Linked DNA regions of Mus musculus: region 1 is linked to region 2. A link is a contact called in public Hi-C data. All regions are on one chromosome and are shown on one strand. The core of a region is the stretch at or near the end of the contact, and the rest is flanking DNA. Distances in the headings are between cores, read along the strand shown.

Evidence for each region. Hi-C and Micro-C count contacts between places; a contact is called where the count stands out from the background.
Region 1: a Hi-C map of uterus shows a contact between it and region 2, with 2.5 times the contacts expected there. The contact joins two enhancer-like sites. A contact is called at or near these places in 3 of 484 Hi-C or Micro-C datasets (brown adipocytes, natural killer cells and uterus), 4 of 115 datasets of contacts at active chromatin or transcription factors (bone marrow-derived macrophages, fibro-adipogenic progenitors, large pre-B cells and 1 more) and 2 of 9 other capture datasets (adipose tissue and pancreatic islet).

Annotation. Positions count from the first base shown.
Region 1 is chr5:113,631,864-113,637,338 of GRCm38.p6, reverse strand. All of the region lies in intron 1 of Cmklr1 (chemokine-like receptor 1), which reads left to right. Among named protein-coding and RNA genes, the nearest start is that of Gm15736, 9.6 kb to the left of the region's middle. Within about 2 kb of position 2,873, at least 74 of the 459 cell types and tissues checked have an H3K27ac peak or open chromatin away from gene starts, as enhancers often do. A contact at or near this core is called in adipose tissue and uterus, where this site is marked.
Region 2 is chr5:113,557,802-113,562,526 of GRCm38.p6, reverse strand. Wscd2 (WSC domain containing 2) reads right to left here. Exons shown (of 9, transcript NM_177292.3): 3 at 4,064-4,178; 4 at 1,442-1,626. Among named protein-coding and RNA genes, the nearest start is that of Gm52822, 16 kb to the right of the region's middle. Within about 2 kb of position 2,901, at least 12 of the 459 cell types and tissues checked have an H3K27ac peak or open chromatin away from gene starts, as enhancers often do. A contact at or near this core is called in adipose tissue and uterus, where this site is marked.

The sequences.
Region 1 (5,475 bases), core at 1,624-4,123, 75 kb before region 2:
CAGCCCCAGATGCAGCAGGTAGAGGTGGAAACCGAAGGACTAGCTCTCACAACCAGAGCCAGAGCAGGTATTTCCGTGACTGTGCTGCAGGTGTGTAGCTGGGCTGAGTGAGGACCGTGTGGCATCAGAGGACGTTCAGAGGACGTTCTTCACCGCTTAAAACAGCCTGGCTCTGTGAAAATGGGCGGGCAGTGTTTCCCCATTATAGAAGCCCTTCAGGGGCAGAACATTTACCTAGCAGGCACAAGGAAAGCCCTGAGTGCTCATCTCAGCCACCACATTCCAACAAAACAAACCAAAAGTTACAAAGGATAACACAAAGGGAAACTTAAAACAACAAACTCTGGTAAGCCGGAGTGGAAGGCTAAGGATTCAGTTGTAACATTGTAGCACATATAACAAGATTGCTTACAACAGTGTTACATTAAGAAACTAGGCAGAGACCAAGTGCCCCGCCTGATAACATCCTAACAGTAAGGAATTGGTAGCAAGAGCACATGCCCTGGGGAACTGGTTATTGAAAAGCTGGTAAGCCTAACACTGAAATACTATGCAGCTATCTGGAAGGGTGAGCTATGTCTTACCATCTCCCAAATCTACTACTGGGTAAGGAGGGCATGTGTATATTTTCTTCAATGCAAAGTGGGAGGGAAATCAGGAAAATCCTTTGTAACTACCCAGAGGCTATAAAAAGACACCCAAAAAACTAGTAGAAGGAGCAGGATGCCCTGGGATATGGACGGTGGTGTGGGAGGGGTAGTAGGGCTTCTCTTTATAGTTCGACATAGTGTGAACATCTCTAAATAGAGTTGTATCACCTAGTCAGAAACGTAATAACTAAAAATAGATCAAACTTGAGTCAGGAGTAGAGGGCCTCCCAGGAGACATCAATAGCAAACGTTCTGTTTTGAGCATGTGCAGGAAACTTCTGGGCCTCCGTCATCTTCCTGGACAAGTCTGGGACTTTGAACCACCTCCACTTTCTTTTCCCTGTCACCGGGGAAGAGTCCTGTGGGGCTCATGTAGGAATCTGCTGAGTTCCGCATCTTCTGGCCAGCTGGGGTGGGCATCTGGCAGCTTCCTGTGGGCCAAGCTGGTGTTTCAGCACAGGTCTGCTGTCTCTCTCCCAAGGCAATTGGGAGACCGAAGCTTTCAGGAGAACTACGGCTCTCCTCAATGCTCCCTTCCAACGGCGGTAGAAGTTTCTAGAGAAGTCACTGACCCCATGCTCAGTCCATAAAATGGCCTGAGATGTCTTAACCCTTCTGGATGCTGCCAGGACTTTCCCAACCACTGTCCCCCCACGTTGTCACCAAACAGCTTTGGTTGAGTAATGCCTCTTCCGAACAGGGCTGCAGGTCAGGGCAGAGCTCCTTGCCGGGGCGTGCAAAAGGCCCTGGGGTCTGTCTCCAGCATTTCGTAAGTCAGTGAATAAAAAACAAACCTCAGCCTTTCTGTGAGGTCACCCAGAGCCCTAGATAAGCTTCCAGGGGCTCCTCCTCTGCTCAGCACAGGGGCTTCTCCATTGCCAGGGACTCAAACCCCCTAGAGCAGAGCTCAGGCTGCTCCTGCCAGGTCTCTAAGTCTTGACTCTTTTCTCTGATCTTATAGCCTATCCCTTAGTCCCTCTCCCTCTACCATCTCTCTTCTTTCCTCTGAGTTTTCTCCATTACTTCTTCTGCCCCTCCACCTTTCTGTCCCTACCATGGTGTTGCCTGTCCACCCCTTTCCCCAGACCTGTTTTAGCTCCCTGGTGCCTCCTCCTGACTATGGTCTCCAGGTCCACCAGGCCCCACAGGGCAGTCTGAAACACAGAGGACTGGAGCCAAGGGTGGGCCAACCTTGAGAACAGTGGTCAGTGCAGGCACCTGGCCCAGGTGTGTGTGTGTGGGGGGGTACACTTTTGGCTCTGCAAACATCTGTCCTGAGAACCATGATGCTTTAGAGATGAGGGGCCGTGTTTTACTGTTGCACTGGGCCTGTCCACATCTCAGCTGGCTGTGTAGAGTTTGTGACCTTTCTAGAGGAAGTTCACCCCACTTGAGACAGATGAGAGCCAGAAGTGGCTATGATTCGGAAGGGTGGGGATTTGGTGGCACCTGCAAGCCTGGTCACAAGAGTCAGAGAGGTCATCTGCTCTCCTGTGATCCATGGTCAGGTCATTACAATTAGAACATACAGGCAAGTGGGAGTTATTTCTGTACAGAGCATCCATGAGGGTCCCGGGCATCTCCTGACCAGTGTGTGTCTGCCTCGGTGAGCAGCTGTCTGAGACTTAGTTTCCTTATCTTTCAAGTGTGGATCACAGCAAGGCCAGGTTCCTCGATTATCACTGGAACATCAGGACGAGAACTTGGCTGGAGACTGAGGCTAGAGACCCAACCTGGGCACTGTGGGAAGGAAGGATGGATACAGTGTGGGCACAGGGATAACAGGTGTAACTCGGGACTATCTGTGGCAAGCAGGGATGCTACATGGAGCCCCAAGCCTTGTTGAGTTTGTATGGTAAACCTTATCAATAAACAAGGAGTGTAGGGATCACAGGGTTGGTCCAGGCCTGTTCCACACCGGAGCAGGGACTCAGTAGTGTCCCTTGGGAATAGTTTAGATATTTCTTTTGGTTTTCAGCCACATATATCCCCCTCCCCCCGCCGGACTGAACAGCTAACCCTCCCTGGTACACCCAGAGGACATGCTTGGCTGAGCTGCTGTTTGGAACCCTGTTACCAACTCCGCATGGCCAGTCTCTCCTGAGATACCCCAGGCTGGGTGTGGCTAGGTCCCCAGGGACCCTGTCTCTGTAGCCCAGCAGGAATCCGCCTCACTGTGGTTTGGACTGTTCAGAGCCAGGATCATGTGACCTGGAAGCTGGCACCTCCTCGCCTGCCAGGAGCCTGGGAGCAGTTCCGGCATCGTCTGGTCTGGTCTGTTTCCTTCTCAGCCAGCCCTTGGCTCGAGGTCTGTTCCTTCCAGGTCCCTTCCTCCTTTCACTCTTACTTGTAATTTATGTTCCTCCGATACAAACTTTTCCTTTGACCTCCCAGCTGCTTCTGGACCAAAGCAGTGCTCAAGCAAACAGATGAATGGATAAACCCATCACACCCACCGGGCAACTCACCCCGCATCCTGAAGGCTCAGGGTGGGGCAGCTGGCTGGGAGTTAGGAAGGATGCTGAGAAAGCACCGGCTGAGGTCAAAGGGGGAAGCGGGCACTACAGGGGCAGGGAGGTGACCGTGCATTCCTGGTGGCTCCAGGGGCCTGAACCAGGCCACTCAAGTTCAGTTAGTAAATGGAGAAGAACTCCCCGTGACACAGGAGTCTTACTAGAAGTTCTGCTGACTGGGGACTGTTCACCCAGCCTGAAGTACCTCTCTGCAAACTACAGGCCAACGGACGTGTGTGTTGCACTGACCTGTTACAAAGGTGGGGTGACCTGCAGGGACATTCCTCGTTCACACACTGAATCCTGTGCCCTAAGATAACCTTCAGTTCTTGCAAGGGACAGGCGATGTAATGCTCTGTGTGTGTGAGGTTCATGAGGTCCTAAGTACACCCAATCTGCAGATGTGGGCCTGGGGTCCTATGACACAGAATGACAGTAACTGAAAGTCAGGTTACAGCTAGATAAGGTTTTGAGCTCTCTCTCTCTGTCTCTCTCTTTCTCTCTCTGTCTCTCTCTCTTTCTCTCTTTCTCTCTTTCTCTGTGTGTATGTACTCTCTTTTGAAACATGATCCTTCCCCAGAAGGCAAGGGTATTACAGATTACAGGCTTAGACTTCCAAGTTTAGTTTATGAGGTGTTGCAGATAGGATCCCGAGATTCGTGCATAGCTGGCAAGCACTCTGACAGCCGAACAGCACCCACCAGCCCTGGGTCAGATTTACTGCCATTAAATGAGGCTAAAGCTCTCGACACTGAGCCTGGTGACCCCCTTCTTCCCCAACATGAGTTGGCAGGCTTTCACCCCAAAGCTCTCTGACAATGACCTGACTTTTCTTTGGTCCTCAGCCAGCATCTTGTCCCCTGTTTGGCGGCAAGGCAGGGCAAAGGGGCCACTTCCTTGGCCAGACCCCTCCCAGGTCAAAGTGTGGGCTTTGCCTTGGAAGAGGTAGCAGTGTCGATGGAGTGGACAGTGGCGGGGCAGACTGACCCCACCCCTCCTCCCCAGAGCCTGGGAACAGGGTGGGACCTCACACTCCCCCATCCTGGCAGCATCTATGGCCCATTCATCACTGCCTGAGCCAAGGCCGTGGACTTCTCATGGGCTAGACCGTAGCTGGGTGCCTGGGGCAGGTCAGGGTCCTGGTCCTCTCGAGTTCCCCTGGGTTGTATAGGTTCCTGCAGCCCCCTGCTTGCCTTGGAGCCAGTTTTGTGTCTGGAGACAGTTTTGTGAAGAGATGGGAATTTGGGGGGGGGTGGGTCACTGGAAGTTCTTGCGATGCCGGAGGTCTGTTGCAATGGCAGACAGACAGAGGGAAGTCTGGGGGCAGGGCAGCAGCCAACAGATGACCCACAGGAAAGGCTAATGGATGAGAGGACCCCCGCAGGTATCAGACAGGGAGGCAAACCCTGGGACGAGAGAAGGATGAAAACCCAGTGCGGACTGACTTGGTCAACCTGTCGGGGAGCCTGGTACCAGGAGGTTTATCCCTAGTGTAATTTAGGGGGAAAAAGTTTCCTGGAGTAACGCAGTCCCCAGTGCACACGGAAACATAATTGCATCGAAACTCAACTCAGGGTAGTGTCATTTCTTCCAAGAAACTGGGTTGTAGAAATAAGCTTCCTGTACTAGCTTAAGGACCTAAGAGTCATGGGTCATACAGACAGCATAGAGGTCATTTAGAGTATTATGGTCTGGCCCAACAGATAATGAAGATCACAGGCTCTTAATCACTTCCAAGCCCCACCTTCCTGGACGGAAGAACAGGTTTTTCACCTTTCCCATCGGAAAGATGCTTCACACTACTGGTTTCTCTAGAGACCTGTGGCCTCTAGGATCTTCAGGCTCTGGGCAAGTGGACAGGTGTTGTCACGGACAGTGTAGGTCCTAAGAGTCTGGCTGCCCGCATCCCAGGTCCACTGCTGGTCCTTCCTGGAGCTGTGGTCTCTGGCTGGAGCCATTGCTACTCAGTGCCTCAGTTTCCCCTGCAGCCTCCTCTCTTCCAGCGCAGACCCCATGTCATCCACCCAGGTCTATCTCTTTGGGAAGACAGACAACTCTGCTTGCAAGCCTCCACCACTCCTTGCTGCCTGCTTGACACAGCCTCAGACCCCTTGGGGTGTTGCCGGTGTCTCCTCCCATCTCCTCTCTCTTTAGCTACCTGTTATCAGGCCTCTGTGACCTGTACACAGCAATCCCCACTCCCCCACCGGGATACCCTCTTCATCTATCTGGCAAAGGATTTATGCCCTCCCTCCAGAGATCAGGTCAAATGTTATCTCCCCCAGAAGTTTCATCTTGTCCCCAGCCTCCAG
Region 2 (4,725 bases), core at 1,652-4,151:
CTGCCACGCTTGAGGCTGTCTTCTGGTGGCCAAAGTGCCAGCACTATCAGCACTTGAATAGCAGTACAACTGAGGTCAATCATAAGGATGGGCAATCTGCCATTTTGTTAGGACCGAGTAGCACCGACAGTCAGAACCAAACCGGGGCGCTGGCTTTCTCCAGCTGAGGTTTCCCACCTCTGCGCTTTGCCAGCCGGACCTTCAGACCTGACCTGAGGTACAACCAGCACATTTGCAAATCAGTGACACGCTCAACCCTGTTTGCTGCAGGGCAAAGCTTGCACGATGCTACTACCAAGGTCCAGGATCTCAAGCCATGCACTGTGCTAGAGACGATGCCCCACCCCTACAGGCAGGTGTGGAGCTGCAGCCAAACATGCCTGTGTGTCCTTGTCTCGCTGTACAGAGGGCGGGAGCTATGGAGCGACTGCCTGGAATGGCCTCTGGACACCTTAGGGGTGTAGAACCCAGCTATGCCTCCTATCTCAGACCTGTCATTCTGGCTGCTCTGGAGGCTGAGGCTTTGGGAAGGGTAATGGGATGATGAATACAGAAGAGATGTCTCCTGCCTCTCCCCACACATCCTCTCCATGGTTTGCAAACTGCAGAGTTTCCCCAGAAAGAGCAGAGCACGGAAGTCTGAACTGGAGAAGGTCCCTCACTGCTCATGGGCTTTGTGGCTAAGTCAGGTTTCTCACCTCAGATGGGGGTGTCTAAAAGCAGTAGCTTGTGCTTCCTTCCCTCCCCCTCTTCCTTCCTTCTTTCCCTTTCTCCCTCTTCCTTCACCTCCTTCCCTCCCTCCCTCCCTCCCTCTCTCCTTCTGTCCCTCCCTCCCTCCCTCCCTCCCTCCCTTTCTTATATTGTGGTTCTGGAGACTGACCCAGGGACCTTGTGCATGACAGACAAGTACTCTACCACAGAGCTACATTCCCAGAACCCTCCCAAACTCTTAAACTTGTTTTGAGGCTGGTTCTCACTATGTAGCCCAGGCTGTCCTTCACTTGGAAGCATCCACCACCAGCCTTCCCAGTAGCAGGAACGCCAGGCCTGTGCCACCAGGCCTAGCTCTCCTCCTGCCTATTTCAGGGGTCACCATGAAGATGACGTGAGCTAGCCCAAACCATGAGCTCAGAAAGGGACAAGGGCTTCACGCTCTTATGGTCTTGGCTAGTACCTTGCCCTAGGTAGTGCAGACAATCTTGTCTCAGAAAGAGACAGGCCAAGATCAGGTCCAGACTCAGTGGGCCAGAGGAGAGCAGGGACATTGGAAGGTTGAGGGAATGTAATGGTTTCTGAGGAGGGAGGCAAAGCCTACTGTGTGGCCTTGGAGTGATGGACTTCACAGAAGGCACAGGGCAGATACTGAGGGCGAGACTGTCAGGGACCCTCAGGCTGGGCAGTGGAGGGCCAAACAGCAGAGGGGCGAGGCGGACTCACGTACACCTTCGGGCAGACTCCTGAGCCAGCTGCAGCCGGTAGACTGAGAGACGGTTGATGCCGCCACACACACTGCCCCGCTCTCCTTTGCATTCCATGTCACAGTCTGATTCGCTCACGTTGGCTGCCTGGATTTTGTGGCCACAGTAGCACTCTGCGCCGAACTCCAGCCCAGCATACAGATAACCCCTGGGGGGCGGGGGGAAGCTGCTGTCAGGCAGGGCAACAGCACCAGGGAGACCCCAGGGGACAGGAGACTCCAGGAGGCATGGAGACCAAGGATTGAGAGCAATGGAGACTTCAGAATGGGGACAAAGGGTGGAGGGTAGGGATAGAGGAAGAATAGGGGTCATACCTACTCCATAAGGCAGGTCGCCCGGCTGGGGGTCACAGAGGGTGGGGAGTCAGAGACCCCTGGGGACATGGAGAGCATGCTGGGGACACCCAACAGTCCTCATCATTGCCTGATGTGTTATATCCTTCATGTCCATATCGACACTCACATTCACACATAACACATGCACATACACTCATACATTTGTAGATATGCATTCATACTCTCATATACAGACATTCACACATATACTGTTACATACTCACACATTCAGATACTCATACATACACACATATACCCATACAGCTATTTGCATGCACACACACACAAACACACACATACACACAGCTATGCACATACACACACACCCATACAGCTATGCACACATATACACCCATACAGCTATGCGCGCGCACACATACAGCTATGCACACACACACACACACACACAGAGCTATGCACATACACACACCCATACAGCTACACACATGCACCTAGAGCCACACACATTTACACACATACTCATACATTCACACTCATATACACACATACACACATATACATATTTACTCATACAATTCATTCATATACACACACCTTCACACATACATACACACACACCCATACAGCTACATGCATACACAGCCATACACACACACACACACACACACACACACACACACCAGATCCTGAGCACACACCCACACAACCACCATCCTGCCCCCCCCCACCCCCCTTCACCTCTGAAGAACCCAACCTTCACCTTCCAGGAACCTATTACCTCATTGCCAGGTCCCTTGGGAAGCACTGGAGAAGGGGGAGGAGCCAAGGCACTTGGGTCCCTTTGGCAGGCTACAAAACCAATCTCACACACCCAGCCAAGAAGAAAATTTCTTCCTCCAAACAAAGCAAAACAAAATTCCAGAGGCTTTAAGGACGAGCTATTTTTTTCCTAGCTGTGGAATCTTTTCCTAAAAAGGTCACTCGGTGGACACCGGTCTAAACACACGGAAGGAGGCTCTGGCTGAGAATTTGGGAGATGGGGAGCCCTGCCAGCCTCCTGCTCACCGTGCTCCCAGAGCCATGAGGGCTCCTCAGAGAGCAGCCTGCCAGAACATCCCTTGACAGAGGAAATGCTGGTGGCAACTGCTGTCTCCTGGATCCTGATGTGGTGCTGGGTGGATGGGAGAGCCACCCAGATTTATGGCTGCACATGCCCTAGTGACTTGGTGACATTAGTTCTGCCCTATCCACCTGTTCCTCCCAGAAGATGAAGCAAGAGCAGCTGACGTGACTGAGCATTTTGGAACCTCATTTGCAGGACCTGCTCCATGTCCCTGTCCCCAGACATCCCTTGGGACCCTCTCCTACAACAAAACCCACTGACAGAAGCGGTGTTTCTCAAGGAAAGCTTGCTATCAGTTCTGAAACTGGAGACAGCCTGTACCTCAGAGCCAGAAGGGGTGAAGGGTGAGGAGGAGGAACATTGTTCTAGAGAGAGCTTAGTAGCTTCCAGTCAGGGAAGGGACTTTTATGCCAGCTGACATCTCCTGGCTTGGGAGAGCTGGGAGCCCACAGGGTGTTTGTAACTGTGTTCTTTAAGAGGTGGAGTTTAAAACCAGGCACGATGACACAGGCCTGCAATTCCAGCAACTCTAGAGCTCGAGGCAAGAGGATGCCAAGACTTGTGATCACATAAACACCACATCTCAGAGACAGTCAGTTGTCCAGACTAAGCTCACCCATGTAACCAGCTAACCACACACATCATACCTTACAAGCCTGCTCCTCGGCACACTTCATACAGTTGTACGGTCATACTCCCATTGCATGCATCTTTTGTGCACACACACATGTATGTGCACATACATGTAGACACACATGTACACAAACACATATATACATTTATATATGTGTGTACACACAAGCTTATGTACACACAAATGCATGTGCACGTATATGCAGATACATGTATACAAACATATATACACACATGCATGTGCACACATATGCAGACACACATACACACATGTATATACACACTTGTATGTGTGTACATGCATGCTTATGTCCACATACATACTAGTGTACACATATGCAGACACACATGCTTACATGTACACATGTGCATACACACTAGTCAATCATTCTTGCAATCTTTTCTTTCTACATTCCCCCATTGACCCTCTGACAAGCCAAGGCGAACAACACTATTGAAGGAACACCTGGTAGAAACGGTTGGAAGGGACATGTCTGGGGATATGGTGGCAGCATTGGGGCACGGGGCACTACCGTTCAGCACAGTTGTCCTGGCAACGGAAGACTGTCATCTTTTTGTAGTCGAAAAAGGACACACCTCGCAGGGCCCGGCTCTGGGTGTCGTCCAGGTAGCAGCCGATGTACTTGGCTGTGGGGAAAGAGGAAGAGTCAGGTATACTTGAGGATGAAGCCAGAGAGCTGCAGGAGGCGGCCCAGGTGTCTCTCCCTGTCTGTGTGGCTTTGCCAAGTGTGTAGCACCTGATATTCAAGAGATGGAAACTTCTGGGTCTTGGCCAATATGGGCAGTAGGAACTAGTGGGGTGAGACTACAGACAGTAGGGCACAGGAGGGGTTCCTTTCCCTGGAGCACAGCCACATTCATGGTCTCCTGGTGACACTGAACACTGGGGCCACACCTGTGGCCCAGAAGGAGCTCTACTTCACCCAGGATAAGGCATGTTTTAGTGACTGTGGAAGGTCTGGAACCTTTCACTCCTTTAAGGCCTGCCTCAAGGGTCTCACTGCACCTGGATAGTTCAAGGTTCCAGCCTCACTTCCCACGGTCACGCCCCAGCTCTGGTCTACGGGGCTTAGATGGGTTGGCTTCCCTCATGTTTTCCTTACAGTGTAAATGAAGCCACCAATCAATGGCCAGAGTGGAATGTCTCACAAATGCTCTATTATACTGTCCTGTG